Regions from separate parts of the Ctenopharyngodon idella genome. Here region 1 is linked to region 2. Evidence: chromatin contacts called from public Hi-C data. All regions are on one chromosome and are shown on one strand. The core of a region is the stretch at or near the end of the contact, and the rest is flanking DNA. Distances in the headings are between cores, read along the strand shown. Region 1 holds the start of zgc:153993. Region 2 holds the start of pacsin3 (protein kinase C and casein kinase substrate in neurons 3).

Region 1 (6,005 bases), core at 1,558-4,057, 130 kb before region 2:
GATGCCACAGACCCCAAAATATGACCAGTCTTCCACCAATTTACTATAGTACTGCACTATAGATTCAACTACAGTATATTACTGTATTGTTAGATGTATTTTTATAGTTTCATGTCTAAAGACCCATTATAAATCCAATCGTTCAGGTCCTTGATTCTGATTGGTTGAGCCGCGTTCGAAGCTGTTGTAAATTACTCTACAAACATACACCTGTGACCTCCTTACATTAGTACTGCTGCGCCACTGCAGTTCCATGTATTGAGTATTTTAGCAAAAGTAATTGTTTAATATTTATATAATGAAGTATGAGTGACCCCTGCTGGCGTTATGTTGCATCATTCACCTTTAATGTTGAGACTACGCCCTGGTCTAAAAACATTCAAGCATGCGTTCTATAGCATTCGAGAATAGCATTCGAGTATGAGATGTGAAGGAGCATTTGATTGGTTGGACCAAGTGAAGGAATGCCACCTTTTCATGAATATTTGATAAGATCTGCTTTGTGGGTAGAATGCTTATGATGCCTCAACAGTCTTTCTAGAATTTCTTAGGCCCTGTTTACACCTTTTGGTCGATCGGATCACAAGTAGATGACGTTAAATACAGGTCTAAACGGGGTCTAAAACGTTTTGAACTAGTTCACTTTCAACCACTTCCAGAGGTAGTCGAAAACGCATTTGACCGGATTGCTTTCGTAGTGTAAACGCTCATGTGGTCGTTCGAACAGCCGCAAAAGACTACCTACTGTACTGATCTAATGCATAAACATTATGGGAAGCGCTCTGGCCAGACGGGATTTAAACTTTGTCTGCTGAAGACCCAAGTTTGGATTGAAGATGAAAAACGTACCAAGCACAATGTTCTCTCAACATTACTGATTTCTAACACGCGTTCGGAGTGGTCTTGCCGACCATGAATTCCAATGTGACGCTTCAGTTTTAACGGTGAAAGAGTGTGAGGCAAGATAAACATTTAATATTTGAGAACTGTTTTACAACAGAAATGTTAAACAACTGGCAGAAATATCCAGTGATGCAAAACACACGATTTTTAAATTGAAAATATAGGCTATCATTTACATAATTTATGTAATTCATAACTAATGCGACGAGACAAGAACATATCAGACCAGTGGTTCTCAACCTTTTTGACACCAAAAAGTCCACAACAACATTCAAAGGTGACATTTCCAGTCATTCATGATTTAATGGATAAGGATTACGGACGACTTTTTAAAAATACTTTTTATTCCGTTTCTACCAGATAAAATATTTTAAAGCTTAACATAGCTAGATATGTTTTTTAAATAAAGTGCCCAATAAAGTTTTTATTTTTAGGCTTTTTTTCTAGACAGTGGAAATCCTGTTGGTTTTTTTTTGTTTTTTTTTTTAATAGAAAAAAAAATTGTTTGGAGGTGGATTAAAATGAGAAATATCATGATTTTGAGTAGTTTTAGATTAGTTTAATGCTTGTTTTGTCTTGTATTTGTGTAAAGCATCTAAGTAATCTTGGATGTTTGCTGAGGCCCCAGGTTGAGAACCAAAAAATAAATAAAAGAACCATAAAAATATATATTTTTGTAAATAGTTAATTACTTAACAGTTCATTCTGATTCTTTTACTATTGGTAGTAGACCAGGGGTTCCCAAATACATTCCCGGAGCCTCCCCAGCACTGCACATTTTTGCATGTCTCCTTTGTCTGACACACTCATTTCAGGTCTTGGAGTCTCTCGACTAATAAGCGGATGACCTGAATCAGGTGTGTTAGGAGACTTGGAAAACACGCAGTGTTGGGGAGGCTCCAGGAATGTGTTATAGGCAGGAATGTGTATACACAACCCCCAAAGATTGATTCAAAACACAAAATGAGATTGCTTGTTTGTCGCCATCTACATGCTTAATGGTGTAAAAAAAAAAAAAAAAAAAAAAAAAGGAGAGTCACTGAACAAATTCAAAAGTAAGTAGACTGAAAACATTCGAGTCACCGCTATTTTTGACAGGCCAGAAAAACCCCAACACGCCCCGACATACGTCAGACAATTCAGTATGACATCAGAGGAAGGTCCATAAAACAAATTGTTTTATATTTTGATATACAAGCGATAATTGTCTGTTTGCTGCTCATAATCTCACTGGTAATAAAAATAAAATAAAAAAAGAAGTTCCATAATAATTGAAACGAAACGTTAGACGAGGATTATAACGCTAAACACGAAATACAATAAACCCATTTAACTGAAAATCTCCAATATATAATCAACGTAATATTCGTTCAGTTTAGTATGATGATTTTCATATGAAAGGAGAGTCTTAAGTCACTGTCGAAGGGCAATGTGACGTCACGTCGAGCGCAAAGACTGGAAATGGTTGGCTAGTTCACAGAAGTCACTCTAATTCGTTTAAAAGTTGTACCTCATCTTACCTTCACCACCTGTTGCCCCCTTCAACTCGTTTTCGTCTGTCCTCTCTCCATTGTTGGCATCTGCCATGGTTTTATTCAGCGCAAACACCGCCCGGCTCAAGTGATAGCTTGCTAACTAGCCGGACCAGCCTAACAATATCTGAATCCGCTAAATTCACAGTTTCCAACAAAACACAACATAATCTAGTCACGTTATCGACGCTTGTGGTTATATGTCTTCTTCAGGAGCACCATTAGAATGATAAAACATGATATACAAGTTAAAAAGTAGTCGAGTGTTTTTAAGAAGAGTTCCACCAATCCATAAAGTCGCTTTAAAAAAAAAAAAAAGCTGAGGAAATAATGCGGAAATGGATGCGGCAGGCGCGAGCTGCGCTAACAAGAGCTGATTCGTTGTGCCAAAAATAAACCACAAACATTCATCTTCCCGTTGTATTAATTGTGCTACACACCAAGCTGGTAATTTGTCATTTTGTAAGTTGTATTTTCTCGGTTTAGAATATAGTACAGAACAAGCCCACAGAAAATAAAAAGGCCTAGTGTAATTTTATTAGAATTAGAATGATATGGAATGTCTTGTTGAAGCTTCAGTACACAGAATCAAAATCGAAATAAAGATAATAAAATTACAAAGATAAATTATAAGACAATATACACATAGCCTACAAGACAAATAACGTGCACACAATATACTACACAAAATTTGTATATGAAAAATATTCTATACAATTATGGAAGGGAATGTGAATAAGAGTAGGATATGTTAAAAATGTATAAATAGTGTGCTTTGTATTGCATTTTTTTATGCATAGGTTAACACAAGAAGTGAGTATTTATTTATATTTGGTTTGAGATTCATCTTTATAGGTAAATATTAGGCCTACATATAAATGCTGTATTATAATACTCTTCTAAATACCTCTTCTAAAACACAGCGATTGTTTTTAATATGCGATCTGCCATTAGTCTATAGACTGTAACGTATAGTGTTCACCACAAGATGTCGCTATCAGACTGGGAACCAGGGTTACGGCGAGCATTAGCACCAGTTTCCTAAAATATAGCATTTAGCAATCTGAGCAAGGGGATAGAGAAGACTGTTTTGGTTGATTACAAAAATATACACATGTAATGTTGCCAAATTGCATGTGTTTATTTGTAAGAGCCAGTTCCCACTTACATTACAAAAAGTGAGACAGTAGTCACCTTACTGTCATGACAATTTCTTCAAGACCAGCGCTCTCATATAATAAACTTCCAGCTCCTTTTTGAACAAAACCAACCCAGCCCACTAGACTAGATTCATTAGCAGATAGGCCGCAGAATTAGCCAATGCACTCAGCTTAAAGTAGAGGCCTGGATAGGTGTGTCTAACCGCTAGATTACCACACAAAAGAAAGACGATACTGCTGAAGGAAAAAAATCCACCCTTCCCACAACTTGTACATGCTGTTTTTCAGTGAGCATCACTTTGCCACATGCAATTATATATATCTCATGTTTTTTATTTGTAACATTTAATATGTCCTTATTCTAGTCTAGTTATATGGCAATCATGTAAAATATGGGTTTAGTGCAGACACTGTAGTGACCTGTAAATGTCAGATGTCTGCATCTACTTTTTTGACTCCCAAACTTGAAAGTGATTACACTGAAATACACCATGAAAATGTTCATAGTGCCCTCGAACAATTCACGGAAGATGGGCTGGCTCTGTCTGGTAGACAAAAGAGAATGAAAAGCGACTATATATGCTTATTTAAAATGCATTCGGTGTTATATCTCGTATATTATTTCCTAATATGTTTTATTGATATTGATTTTTATTTTATAGACTTATTACAGTGCAACATGAGACCTTTCACTGTTTTTATTACTCCAATTGTCCGTGTTCCAGGAAGACTGTCTGTACATTAAGCCCACTTATACTTCCGTTTTGATGCAAGTAGAGTACATGTCAAAACTGTATACTTTAGGCTTAGTGCTGGGGATATTTCAGACTCTTTCTGCAAATCACATTGTTGCGCTTTTTCATTGACATTCATTCAAACAATTCACTCAAAAACACTGATTCATTTAGGAACGAAACACGGGCGCTCGGAGAAACAGCAGATGATTGCACTCGATACACTCGCATCAAAGTTATTTTTCGCTCTTCATTTAGAGATAAAAAGAAGTTTGAAATATCTTTGCAGCGGTGTACTGTTAGTGAACATCCAGACACCACCCACACTCCTGTGAGCGATGTTTAGATGAATGTGTAAATATGTGCTGCGTGCTTTCGTCTCAATAACAAAATAAACACACAACAAAAATGAGGTGAGAAAACAGCAGTTAAAGGGTTAGTTCACCCAAAAATGAAAATTATCCCATAATTTACTCATCCTCAAGCCATCCTAAGTGTATATGACTATCTTCTTTCAGACGAACTTTATTTAAAAAATATCCTGGCTCTTCCAAGCTTTATAATGGTAGTCACATTTTGAAGCCAAAAAAAAAGTGCATCCATCCATCATAAAAGTACTCCATACGGCTCCAGGGGGTTAATAAAGGCCTTCTGAAGCAAAGCGATGGGTTTTTGTAAGAAAAATATTTATATTTAAAACTTTATTAAATATAATAACTAGCTACCAGCAGAATGCCGTGCCCATCGATTTGCGGCGGAAGAGTGACCTCTGACCCGTCGCATGACGTAATTACGAACGCTGAAGCACAGAGAATAGAGAAAAACAAAACACCGGCTCACAGTTGTAACCTGAATGAGAGGCAACACGGACGGGCAAGTAGAGAAAGAGATGATTTATTCAACAAAATAACATATTTAACAAAAATATTCAAACAGTCAGTAGTCAGTATGTGGTCGTCAGTAGTGAAAGCGCTCCATGGAAGAGGACTGTAAGCTCAAGGTCTGAATGGATGCTAACACAAATAAATATGATCAACAAAAAAAACAAACAATAGAAGTCAGCCGCCCGGTCAAGTGCAGTCACATCGTAATGCGTCCCAGGCAATCCACAGCGCTGTAATTCTTATAGCCCCAATAATGAGCCTCAGGTGAAAAAAACACCCCCCCACAAACGCCATACCTGCAAACCAAACACAACAAAAGAAAAAAACACAGGTCCAGCATTCACTGGGACCTAACAACTGGTCATGAATTAGAAGTCTAAAACGAGAATTTTTAAAGAGAAATGTCGGAGGATATCAATATTTGAGAAGAATAGCTTGAGTTTGTTGCACAGCCCTATTTGTTTAAACCGAGAGAGGCGTCTAAGCTTACGATACTCCTACATCCTGCGCAGGGTTGGGGAGTAACGAAATACATGTAACTTAGTTACGTATTTAAAATACAAAATTTGATTAACTGTATTTCATTACAGTTAAATTTTAAATGGGTGGTAATCAAATTACAGTTACATCCGAAAAGTATTTTAGATTACCAAAGTGATTACTTTGAATTTTAGTACCATTTATTTCATTTAAACATTAATATAAATTGTGACGGGCAATTAAACGTAAACAGCAATTGGTGATTCTCTGACTATGACACTGCAAAAGCATCCTAAGCTAGGCTACAGTTCT
Region 2 (5,322 bases), core at 2,308-4,807:
CCTTTATTAACCCACTGGAGTCTTATGGATTACTGTTAAGATGGATGGATGCACTTTTTTGGGCTTCAAAATCTTGAACACTGTTCAATGCCATTTCTAAGCTGGAAAGAGCCAGGATATTATTTAAAGGGTTAGTTCACCCAAAAATAAAAACAATGTCATTTATTAGTTACTCACCCTCATGTCGTTCCCGTAAGACCTTTGTGTGATGGCTGATTTCAAAACACGGCTTTGAAAGCTTTATGAATCTTTTGTTCGAATCAGTGGTTCGGAGCACAAAAGTCACGTGATTTCAGCAGTTTGATACACGATCCGAATAACTGATTCGAAACAAAAGATTTGTAAAGCTCTGAAGCTTCATGAAGCAGTGTTTTGAAATCGGCCATCACTAGATATTGTTGAAAAGTCGTTATTTTGTTTTTTTGGGGGCACAAAAAGAATTCTCGTCGCTTCATAACATTAAGGCACTGTAACATTCACTGTACTCACATGAACTGTTTTAAATATGTTTTTAGTACCTTTATCGATCTTGAGAGGTTCGTGACTTTGCTCTCAATAAAGGCCTCACTGAGCTATTGGATTTCATCAAAAATATCTTAATTTGTGTTCCGAAGATGAACGAAGGTCTTAGGGGTGTAGTAATAAATGACATCATTTTCATTTTTGGGTGAACTAACCCTTTAAAGTCCCCCTGTAGTCAATAATTTCAATAATAAGTCATCTTTGATCACCAAAAGGACATATTCAAACATTTTTTCCTGTGGAAAAAAAAAAAATGTATTCGTGACTTAAAATAGCTTGAATGTAACTCTACACCCTTGCTTCATTTAGTATACGCGGACCCATGAATACGCAAATTAGCCCCGCCTCCACTCACTCACACCAGCTCAGAATACCTGATCCACAACTGTAGTAAACGATACACAATGGCAAGTGGAAATACTGGTTTAATTCAGCCATATATGTTTGAACCAGAAACTGATTCAGAAGAAGAGGAAGATCTCTCTATAACGTCAGACACATAATGGTAATTAATATGATATGATATGATGATAGCCTTTTGCTTGACTACGTTACCAAACAGCTAATAATGTGTTGCTAACGTTACACAAACCATATTCCTGTTCGCCACATCAGAGTCAGACAGCTGCCTTCTGAAAATCAATATGCTTTAAACAACTCAGAATGTCAGTGGAGAAAGGCATATAGTTCATCATAACATCATAACATACATCATACATAATTCACCTGCTATATTGCTAAATGTACCCGATTTTTCATATCAACAGAAAAATATACCAAGATAACCTGGCTTCTCTTGAGACTCCCCTACTTCGCAGCATAGTAATGAATGATATGCTAAAGCCTGCCGGTACATTGATGTGATTGGTTACAAGGTAGTTTGTGACGTAAGAAACACCAGCGAGTTTGAGTATGTCTGTTTTTCACTGCAGTTTTAAGGAAAAAATACTCCGCAATCTTGTTGACTTATGAATTTGCACATGGCTTGTCTTAAAGTATATTAAAAACACCACGTAGACATATAAAAACTTGATTTTCACCACAGGGGGACTTTAATATAACTCTGATTGTGTTTGGCTGAAAGAAGAAAGTCATATACACCTAGGATGGCTTTGAGGGTGAAATCATGGGATAATTTTCATTTTCTGGTGAACTATTCCTTTAAGATCGATGAAGGGTTCCCATGATTGAATTAAGCAATAAAACACAACATAAAAATATCTAAGCATAAGAATTCATGGGAAAACAACAAAGAAAACGGAATTGGATCACTAGAGCGCTCACGGATCTGCAATTCAACTCTCTTCGCTTAAAAGCGTTGAAACCCTAATTACTAAAGAGCACGAAGCCCTTGGCCCTGATTCAAAACAGCACAGTAACTAAACTCAGTCTAATCTCTGATTTAACTCTTACTGCACTTTGACATTTTGCAGATACTTTTTATCCAAAGCAACTTGCGCCATGATCATTCCTTTGCTCTAGTAGTCTAACTAACCATTAAGGTCTATAACATACTGATAGAGTATGAACTAAAATGAGGATTTGTTTCAAAAGGAGACGTAGCTGAATTGCTAAAATACTGTATTTTATACACGCAGCTCTAGAAAAATATTCTAACAGGCCATTCCCCATTCATCTGCAATCTGGTGTGAGAAGACAAAACAAATGATTTCTACTGAACCTTGATCCTGGTTGACACTGCCAGCACAAACAGTGCTTCAAATCCCAGTTTATATTTAAAATAAATGACTATATATATATTCAGATTTGTAATTGTATTTGGGTGTCTCTTTAGCTTTTGAAGTCCCATTTTTATGTCCCATGGGTTGATTTTTATTAAATCTAACAATTTCAGCTTTTTGTTATATGAAGGTCACATGGAAACTTTGTTTTCATACCTTCATTTATTTCGCTTCTTGTCAATTCAGCATTTTAACCTTGCCCCAGACTTTTTAAAATTATGTATCAATTAAAAACTACAGTATGATGATCTAAACAATTAGTAAAAAGTCAATATTTATCGTGAAAATGCCCCATTATTTCCCACACAAACAATTTTCTAACCCAACAACGTTTTTTAAAGCGAGTATACATTTTATTAAGAGAGAGTGAAGAGCATGTTTAATAAAATACACACATTATGTTAAAAAAAAAGAAAAAAGAAAAAGTGAAAATAATATTTATAAATATATAAAGTACTAGCTTCTCCTGTCTACTAACAGTCTGGACACTGTTAATAGAGAAATTAAACTAATGAAAACTGTATTTTAAGAGTTAATTTTTTAAAAATCAACAGGCCCAATGTGCCCATATTTTAATTACAATACAGGTAATATCAGCAGTCTGCAGACATTAGCCCTTTCTTCTAATAGCAAAGGGTGAAGCCTCATCAAATTTCAAGGCATTTGTGTGACTTCAGTGTCAAAGGAAACGGATGTTGGACGAACTTCGAACAGGCTTACGCATTTTCCGTTAGATAAATACGTTACAAAACTTGTCGCTGACTTGTTCATCTCTTTATTGTACAATGACCTGGACAAATTAAACCCTTCACAGACATAGTTCAGACAAAGATGTGTCCCATTAATCGCCATAGAGAAACACACACAGTAACCTAGTCAAATATCGAAATCCACTTACTCGTTGTTTTGATCTTATCCAGGCGAAAACAGTTATGCACTCGATGTCCCACGTCGTCAAACTCTCCCGGAGTTCCTCAATGCGATGTGAAGCTGTTTATCTCCAGCACATTTACATGCAGACTGCGTTCAGAGCGAGAAAAGCGCCATGTGAATAAAGTTGACACCACTCAGACACCTTCCCTTTCTGCCATGGCAACCAAGCGGCGAAATAATATCTCCCATAAACATTTACCAAGAGGCAGGATCATGGAGAAACACTTCCAACAGGTCGTTTTTAGAAAACAGGCTCATCGTCAACATTAACTCTTAACATTTATTCCAGCAGTAGCAGCAGCAGGCGTGTATGAGGAGTCTTCATGGATGAAATTAGATGCTGGGGCTCCGCATTATGCCCATTGATCCAATTACACGGGTTAACCCTTTCAGGTTCAAAGTAGAGCAAACGGCGGAATATTTTAGTATTTGCACTCGTGGGGTTTTATATACTTGCATTTTCTGAGCTGAGTAAATATTACAAAACAATGCGATTCTTAAAGTACTAAAGATAAAAAAATAATAATTGAGAGTTTTACAATCACTATACAGTAATAATAAGAGCAACAGCGCCCTCTGTAGACTGAGAAGAGGATATTCTCTTGTTTCGCTGTCATTTATCATCAGAACTAACTGAAGACGGTTAGAACCAGAGCCGTTGAAAAACATATTTATTCATATTTAACGGCTATGGTTAGAACCATCGTCTCTTCAAGTTATATTATTAAACAGAAGCTCTATAGTCTAAAAGCTATTGAAAAAACTATTGCCCTGTACAGTCCATTAAGAAGCACTGTCTATGTGGTGTTTTTTATGCGCTTTAAGACAAACCATGTTCAAATCATAGACTGTAAAAAAATATGGACGACGCACCTTCACTCTCTTCCATTGTAGTAACTGAAGCCGCCAGTGTGCCAATATGGCGCTGACATCTTGAGTCTCGAGTCTGCGCATAATGAATTTGGAGCCCGAGTCTGCGCAGTAGTGAGCACGAAGTGGAGCCGCGATATCAAGGTCCCGCCCAAACTCAAAACAACTCATTATTTCGGTGTGAAATAAACAGTTATGGAAATGTAGAAATTAAAGTTACCTCGCGAAGATCCATAAAAAAGTCCGTTGGTGCCTCGGTGACTACTTCACACAGAGAAGCTGTCAATCATGACGTCTTACTCTTACCCCCGTTTTATAGCATCAAATACCTAACTAAAAACAAACTTATTTAAAGAACGAACACTTGAATTAACACCAGGGTGAAAAAAAAAACTGCCTAAAATGACAGAAACCGTCTTTGGAAAAAAAAATGTTTAAAGTGTAAATTGATTGTTTAGTTTGTCTCGCGTCCCATTACATTTCATGGAGAGGGCGGGGTTTATGACCTATACTGCTTCCAGCCACCTGGAGGCGATCGAGACGCATTGGATCGAGACGCATTGGTTCGATTGACCATTGCTGAGTATTTTCTCTTTAAAACTGCAGCGATTGAAATCACTGGTGTTTGTGACATCACAAACTACCTTGTAACCAATCATGTCAACGTGCTTTAGCATATCATTAACCATGACCGCTCTGAAGCAGGGGAGTCTCAAGAGAATATATCCCGGTATATTTTTCTGTTGATATGAAAAATCGGGTAGATTTAGCAATGTAGCGGGTGTATGATGTATATTACGATGTTATCGTGAACTATATGCCTTTCTCCACTGATGATACTGTTATGCAGCGTTTACCTCAGTAGTAAACTGAGTGGATCTCTGAGCTCGTGCGAGTGAGTGGAGGCGGGGCTAATTAGCATATTCATAGATCCGTGTATATTAAATAAAGCAAGGGTGTAGTTACATTCAGGCTATTTTAAGGCATGAAGAATTTTTTTTGTCACAGGAAAAATTTTTAAATATGTCACTTTGGTGATCAAAGATGAGTTTTAAGGGATAAAATTATTGACTACAGGGGGTCTTTAAAATTGTGTTGTTTCAAGTTAAAAAGTAAGTGTTTGCTCTGCCTTAAAATTTTAATTTTAGTCAATTTGGATATATATATATATATATATATATATATATATATATATATTTGAGTTATCTCAACAACAAAAAAAACGCTAAATTTTAAGTTATAATAACTAATTGCA

What was found. A called contact is a pair of places that touch in the nucleus more often than the background predicts.
Region 1: a Hi-C map of muscle shows a contact between it and region 2, with 7 times the contacts expected there. The contact joins the promoter of zgc:153993 here to the promoter of pacsin3 in region 2. A contact is called at or near these places in 2 of 2 Hi-C or Micro-C datasets (both in muscle).

What each region holds. Positions count from the first base shown.
Region 1 is chr7:44,547,391-44,553,395 of HZGC01, reverse strand. It overlaps zgc:153993, which reads right to left and starts at 2,807. Exons shown (of 7, transcript XM_051901695.1): 1 at 2,424-2,807. The coding sequence starts at 2,490.
Region 2 is chr7:44,418,018-44,423,339 of HZGC01, reverse strand. pacsin3 (protein kinase C and casein kinase substrate in neurons 3) reads right to left here and starts at 3,557. Exons shown (of 11, transcript XM_051901693.1): 1 at 3,397-3,557; 2 at 3,163-3,284.